Linked DNA regions of Mus musculus: region 2 is linked to region 1. Evidence: chromatin contacts called from public Hi-C data. All regions are on one chromosome and are shown on one strand. The core of a region is the stretch at or near the end of the contact, and the rest is flanking DNA. Distances in the headings are between cores, read along the strand shown.

Region 1 (2,915 bases), core at 280-2,779:
TGAAAGATAGAACGGCGTTAGCCCTAGGAAGGCAGCTTGTACCCCGTCAGCGGTGCCACTTGTGTGCGCATGCGTGTTTGTTTATGCGCGCATGCGAAGTATGTGCTTGCATGTGTGCACGTACCCGTGGAGGCTGGAGCTGATGTCTACTATCTTCCTCGCTTGCTCTGTACCTTATTTTTTGAGACAGGGTCTCTTGCTGAGCATGGATCTCACCAATGTGGCAGACTGGCTGGCAAGTGTGCCTTCTAGATCCTCCCGCCTCCATTTCCCAGGACTGGGGTTTCAGGCCCACGCCTCCACCCCATCATTTTACATGAGATCTGAACTTAGCTTCTCATATCTTCACGGCAAACTCTATACGGACTGAGCCAGCTCCTCCTCACCCCCTCCATTTGTCTTTATCTCCACCCTACCCCCACAATCAAGGTTCTCCTGACAGAAGCAGGGTACAGCCACCAGCTCTGCCTCCTGCCTGACCGGGAAGGATTTAAGCCACCAGAGTGGGTTTGGGTCCATCTCACTGAGTACCAACTGGTGGCTAAGTACAAGGCCTGAATCACACTGCGGGCTGCATAGGACTGACCTGACTGCTGGGGCGGGGGGGGGGGGGCAGGAGGGGGACAGGAATCAGACACAGGAACAGCGCCACACCCCACTTGGCTCCTCTAGCGCCTAAAGAGTCTATGCTGCACACTTGAGCTCAGACAGAGCTGAACCTCGGTGGAGCGCCTCTGGATGGGAGCTGTACGCAGTGCTTTCCTTCTGTGAGATCGCTTAGTTCTAATCAGGATCGATGATGTGCCCCTTCCACTGGTTCCATATTTGACCAGTGGAGAGAGAAACTGAGACTCACAGCGGTTGGGAATCGGTCCATCGATCCTGGCGTTTTGACTGCAGGATTCTAACAGAACCCCTCAGGTGTTTTTGCTAACCCTTATCACACCCAAGTTTGAAGAACCTTTAGTGGACCAGGGAGATGGCCCAGTGGGTAAAGTGCTGGTCACCAAAGCATGAGGGCCCACAATCAATCTCTAGTACCCCGGTGAAAGGTCAGGCACGATGCAGTGTGCTGGAGTAGAGACAGGAGGATCAAGGGAGCTTTCTGGCCAGCTGGCTAAGCTAAAGCAGCAAGCACCAGTTTGAGTGAGAGAAGATGACGACTCTGGACTCCGCTTACATGCCTGGGTGAGCACAGCAAGTAGAAATGGGAAGGAGAGTGAAGAGAGAGGAAGACGGGAAGCCGAGAGCCAGAGAAAGGGAAGAAAAGTAACAGATGGGATGTGATGATACCTGGGTTTCAGTGACTCTTGAATGAAATTGTCAAAACCTTTTTCCCAAAATCAAATGGAGAAAATAAAATTTTAGACACCCTGCTAGGTTAGGGCTACTCAATGAAAGCCCAATTAGGGGCAATGCTTTGAGAAACATATTGAATTAAAAGGGTTTGTACTTGAACAATGAAGTAATTACACTTAATGCTACCAAAACAAACCAAACGCGGGTCCACAGCACCCTCTAGTGTTTACATTGAGCATTTACAAGACCATTCTCCCTCATCCCAGCAAGCAAGACTCACCCAGAACATGACTGCTACATAAAGATGCTAAAGGAGTTCTTTAACACAAACCGGTCCAGTAAACTTTCACCTACTTCTCAAGCGTGGTGTCTCACAGTTGCAATCCCAGGACTCTGGAGGCTGAGACAGGAGAACTGACACAAGTCTGAGGCCAGCCTAGACTATTGAGAAACAACCTATTTTTTAAAAAAAAAATCGCTTGAAGCCCAAAAGTAACTGTAACATTTAATATCTATTGTTCTGGTGTTAATAAAAAGCCGATACAGCAAGGAGAGCAGTGACAGCATTTTATTTAAAGATATCTACATTTTAAGTTATTTATTTAGTGTACTGGGCATGCTTGCACTCACACGCAGGTGTGCACATACCACATTCTGTTCTCAGGAGCCAGTTCTGTCCTGTTGCCTTGTTGGACCCAGGGATAGAAATCAGGTTGTCAGGCCTACACACAAGTGTTCTACCAGCTCAACTATCCCATATCCTCATTTTAATTAAAAAAAAATAGTTGACCTACTAACCATATAATGTGCTATCTTAGGGAAGTTTTAACCAAATGCATGCAAAGATTAGGAAAGGTGACATAAAAGTAATATCTATGATTATTTAGAAGGAGAAAATAAATTGTGACAGAATATGGTGGTATAACATGTTTTTAAAGTACTAAAGAATTATCATGATCTTAATCTTAAATTTTTAGCATAGGTCTGGCGAAGTGGCAAGGTGGCAAGGTGGGTAAGGGCACCTGCTGCCAGGCATGGCAACCTGAGTTGCATCCCTGGGACCCACATCATGAAAGAAGGGACGTGACTCCAGCAAATTGTCCTCTGACCACAGCATGACCCAGAAGCACCCACCTAAAAGATAATAAATAAAATATAACATTAAAAGAAAGACATTGGCTGGGCGATGGTGGCGCACGCCTTTAATCCCAGCACTTGGGAGGCAGAGGCAGGTGGATTTCTGAGTTCAAGACCAGCCTGGTCTACAGAGTGAGTTCCAGGACAGCCAGGGCTACACAGAGAAGTCTCGAAAAAGAAGAAGAAGAAGAAGAAGAAGAAGAAGAAGAAGAAGAAGAAGAAGAAGAAGAAGAAGAAGAAGAAGAAGAAGAAAAGGAAGGGAGAGAGAGAGAGAGAGAGAGAGAGAGAGAGAGAGAAAGAGAGAAAGAGAGAGAAAAACATTGTTATACACCTAATGCAAAGCCAGCCCCTAATCCTTGGCCCACATTGCAGGTCATGTTGGGTAGTTGGAACATCAGTTCCACCATATTTTAGTTGCCAATCCCTTTTGCCTATCACTAAGACAGAGATAACAATCTCTCATCTACTTGAGATTGGGC
Region 2 (2,915 bases), core at 295-2,794, 360 kb before region 1:
ACACCCTGGCAGCTACAAGGCAGGCTCAACCACCCGACCTGTCGTACCAGTCAAAGAGAGTAGTAATAGTGAAAGGCAGAGAAGCGGGGCGGGGGGTTCATATGATCCTGTCAGGAAGAAGGAAGAAGTTACCCCCAGTCTATCGCCAGAGTCTCGACAGGAAGCTTAGGCTTAAATAGAATGCAAGAGGCATGCATAGCTAAGCAGTCAGGTCAGGGTGTGGTCCTGCCCAGGATCAGCCCATCCCTGACACAGCTCCAGTTAGTTCAGTCCTTCCTCAAAGTGTTCTGGCGAGAGATCAGAACTGTGGGACGTCTCTTCCTGGGAGGCAAGGCAAGTTCCTCCTCTAATCAACACCAAGCTTCAACCTTTTTTTTTTTTTTTTTTTTTTTTTTTTTTTTTTGCCTCAGCATGGGATTCCCAGGAAAAGTCCAGCGGTTGGAGCAAGCTTCAACCTGTTTCAATAGTCTGATAGTACAGGCATTTCTTCCTAGAGTACCCCCTGCCTGATGGAACAGTTACAATTGTGCACTGTTCAGACTGCGTGCGTGCATCCCTGAGGTCACCGAGACTGGAGCCTGAACAGCACCATCCCATTTAAAAATGCATTTTCCAAGCGAATCACCTTTCAAATGACTTGCTTTACAAACCTTGACTATGCCATTTCGGGAAGATCCAGGCCCAGGGTCTGGATGAGTAGCTGCTGAATAAGTTTCTTTGCAAATGCCTGTTTGCACGTGCACGGTGGACAGATGTTATCAATGGCTGATCTGGGTCAGTGGTGTCTTTTGTTCCTGGGATTTGGAGGCTTCTGGGAGGCTAGAACTCAGAACACGTAGGGCTGGAGGGCTCATGTTATAAATGATTCAGCTGAAAATAGATTAGTCTGTTTCTCGTTGCTATACCAAAAATTTGAGGCTTGCAACTATATAAGGAAAAAAAGGGCACTTACTTGGCTTTTGGTTCTGGTGCTCAAGTATGTGGCCCTGGTGTCTGCTTGGCTCTGGTGAGAGATTTCTGGCTCCACCTCAACATGATAAGGAAGATGGGACAAGAGGGAATGATCACATGACCAGACAGAAAGCCAGAGGGATGCAAAAGTCAGCTTCCTCTTCACAGTAATTTGTCCCCATGACAACTAATGAGTCTTGAGGGACATACAATTCTTTCAGAGGGAAGAGCCATCATGAATGTTACTCAACAGGGTTAGTAGTTGTGACATCATTAGTCATGGCTGCCCCTCTTAAAGGTCCCACAGTCTCAATTCCACCGCACTTGGCACCAGGTTCCCACCACATGAATCTTGGTGTAATCATTCAAACCACATGAAAGCTATGGTAATCATGACTGAGCAACCCGGCAATCTGGAAGGATCCAGGTTCTGTTTGCTGGCCTTCCCTGAGGTCTATGGTCAGAGTAAAGCTGATATTTGAGTGCTTAAAAGAGAAACAGAGACAAGAAAAGTCTTGGAGGGCTGTGTCACCTCAACAGGACATGACAACTGTGACAGGCAGGAGCAGAGCTGGCAGGATTGTCCCCATTGTCCAGGCAGTGTACAGCTGGCCTTATGTCAATAGCTAAGCCTTCCTACACAGAACAGAGTCCAAGGGGTGCTGTCGTCATATGGACTTGGCTGCTGAAGCTGGTGGAGAGATTGGGGATTAGCTGCTGGGTAATCCAGGCTTCTCATTCCACCTACAGGGAGAAATGGACCCCTGCACTCACAGACATGTAGAACTGCTTGGAATATAGTTCCTCAGAACTGCGTTGAGGCCACCTCATCGGCGGCATAACGCTAAGGTCCCACGGGGAAAGTGACCTATAGACTGAAGCGTAGAGTCTGTGTCCAAGTGAGCAAAGACAGCCTCTGTGAGTGCTGGAAGACAGAGAGCTGGAATGTGGAACGGGGCAGGCCAGCTGGGGGCATGATGTGGCCAGTAAGCCAACCTCAGGGAGGGAAGCCAGATCCTGGCAAGGCAACAGGCCCAGCATGGTCTCAGTGCCCTCAGCTCAAGGCAAAAAAGTCCCAGAGGAGAACTAGGATGCCCAGCTTCAGATGGAGCCCCTGATGTCTTTGTTGGGGGTAAGTAGTGGGTAAGGATTCTTGATATAAATTATATTTTATTGGGAAATTTTTTTTCTTTGCTTTCCTGACAAAACACTCATCAACAATAATAACTAAACTCCATTGTCATCTTTTAGACGGGAGATTCCTTTAATGCTTCTATCAATTGAACTGCATCCCTGGCCTTTAAAGTGATGTTTATTTGTTATTATGTGTATGTCAGGGCATAATACATAATACATCTGTGCATGTCCCCTTGGAGGCCAGAAGAGGACATGGGATCCCTTGAAGCTGGAGTCGAATAGAGTGATACAAAGTTGTCAGCCACCCGACGTGGGTACTGGGAATCTGACTCAGGTCTTCTGCAAAAGCATACATAGTCATAAGGGCTGAGACATCTCTTTAGTCCCGCCTTCCCTCTAGGTTATTTTTAAGCCAGTAATGTTGAGTGGCTCCTCCTGCAAAGATGAAAGGAGACCCAAGAAAGGAAGTTCCTTTCTCAGTGAGGGACTTGGTCCTTGTCTATCCTTGTACCAATAGATAGCTCTGTTCATAGTGAGCTATCTTGAAGCAGGATGCTTCCCAAATATGATCCCATCCCCATTGTCCAGTACAAAGAGGGCAAGTCGGGACAGAGCTGGTTCCAGGAGCCGATAAGTCCTTATGTAGGGTGGCAATCTGTCTCAGGGCAAGGCAGACTGCATGAGGCAACATGGCCTCCACAACCCCAAACAGAGCTGCAATCTAAAAGACATAAACACCACCAGGAGTGGCCCAGGTGAGATGCTTATCTTCTCTGCAAACAGACAGCTTATGGTGGCAGTCACCCTCCACACTCAGCATTAGCTAG

The links. A called contact is a pair of places that touch in the nucleus more often than the background predicts.
Region 2: a contact with region 1 is called in a Hi-C map of bone marrow-derived macrophages, with 33 read pairs. The contact joins two enhancer-like sites. A contact is called at or near these places in 3 of 15 datasets of contacts at CTCF or cohesin (CD8 T cells, the NIH/3T3 cell line and embryonic stem cells), 1 of 484 Hi-C or Micro-C datasets (bone marrow-derived macrophages) and 4 of 115 datasets of contacts at active chromatin or transcription factors (all in embryonic stem cells).

The regions. Positions count from the first base shown.
Region 1 is chr13:51,829,520-51,832,434 of GRCm38.p6, reverse strand. No RefSeq gene overlaps it. Among named protein-coding and RNA genes, the nearest start is that of Gadd45g, 16 kb to the left of the region's middle. Within about 2 kb of position 1,529, at least 4 of the 459 cell types and tissues checked have an H3K27ac peak or open chromatin away from gene starts, as enhancers often do. A contact at or near this core is called in bone marrow-derived macrophages, where this site is marked.
Region 2 is chr13:52,187,055-52,189,969 of GRCm38.p6, reverse strand. No RefSeq gene overlaps it. Among named protein-coding and RNA genes, the nearest start is that of Gm33041, 34 kb to the left of the region's middle. Within about 2 kb of position 1,544, at least 64 of the 459 cell types and tissues checked have an H3K27ac peak or open chromatin away from gene starts, as enhancers often do. A contact at or near this core is called in bone marrow-derived macrophages, where this site is marked.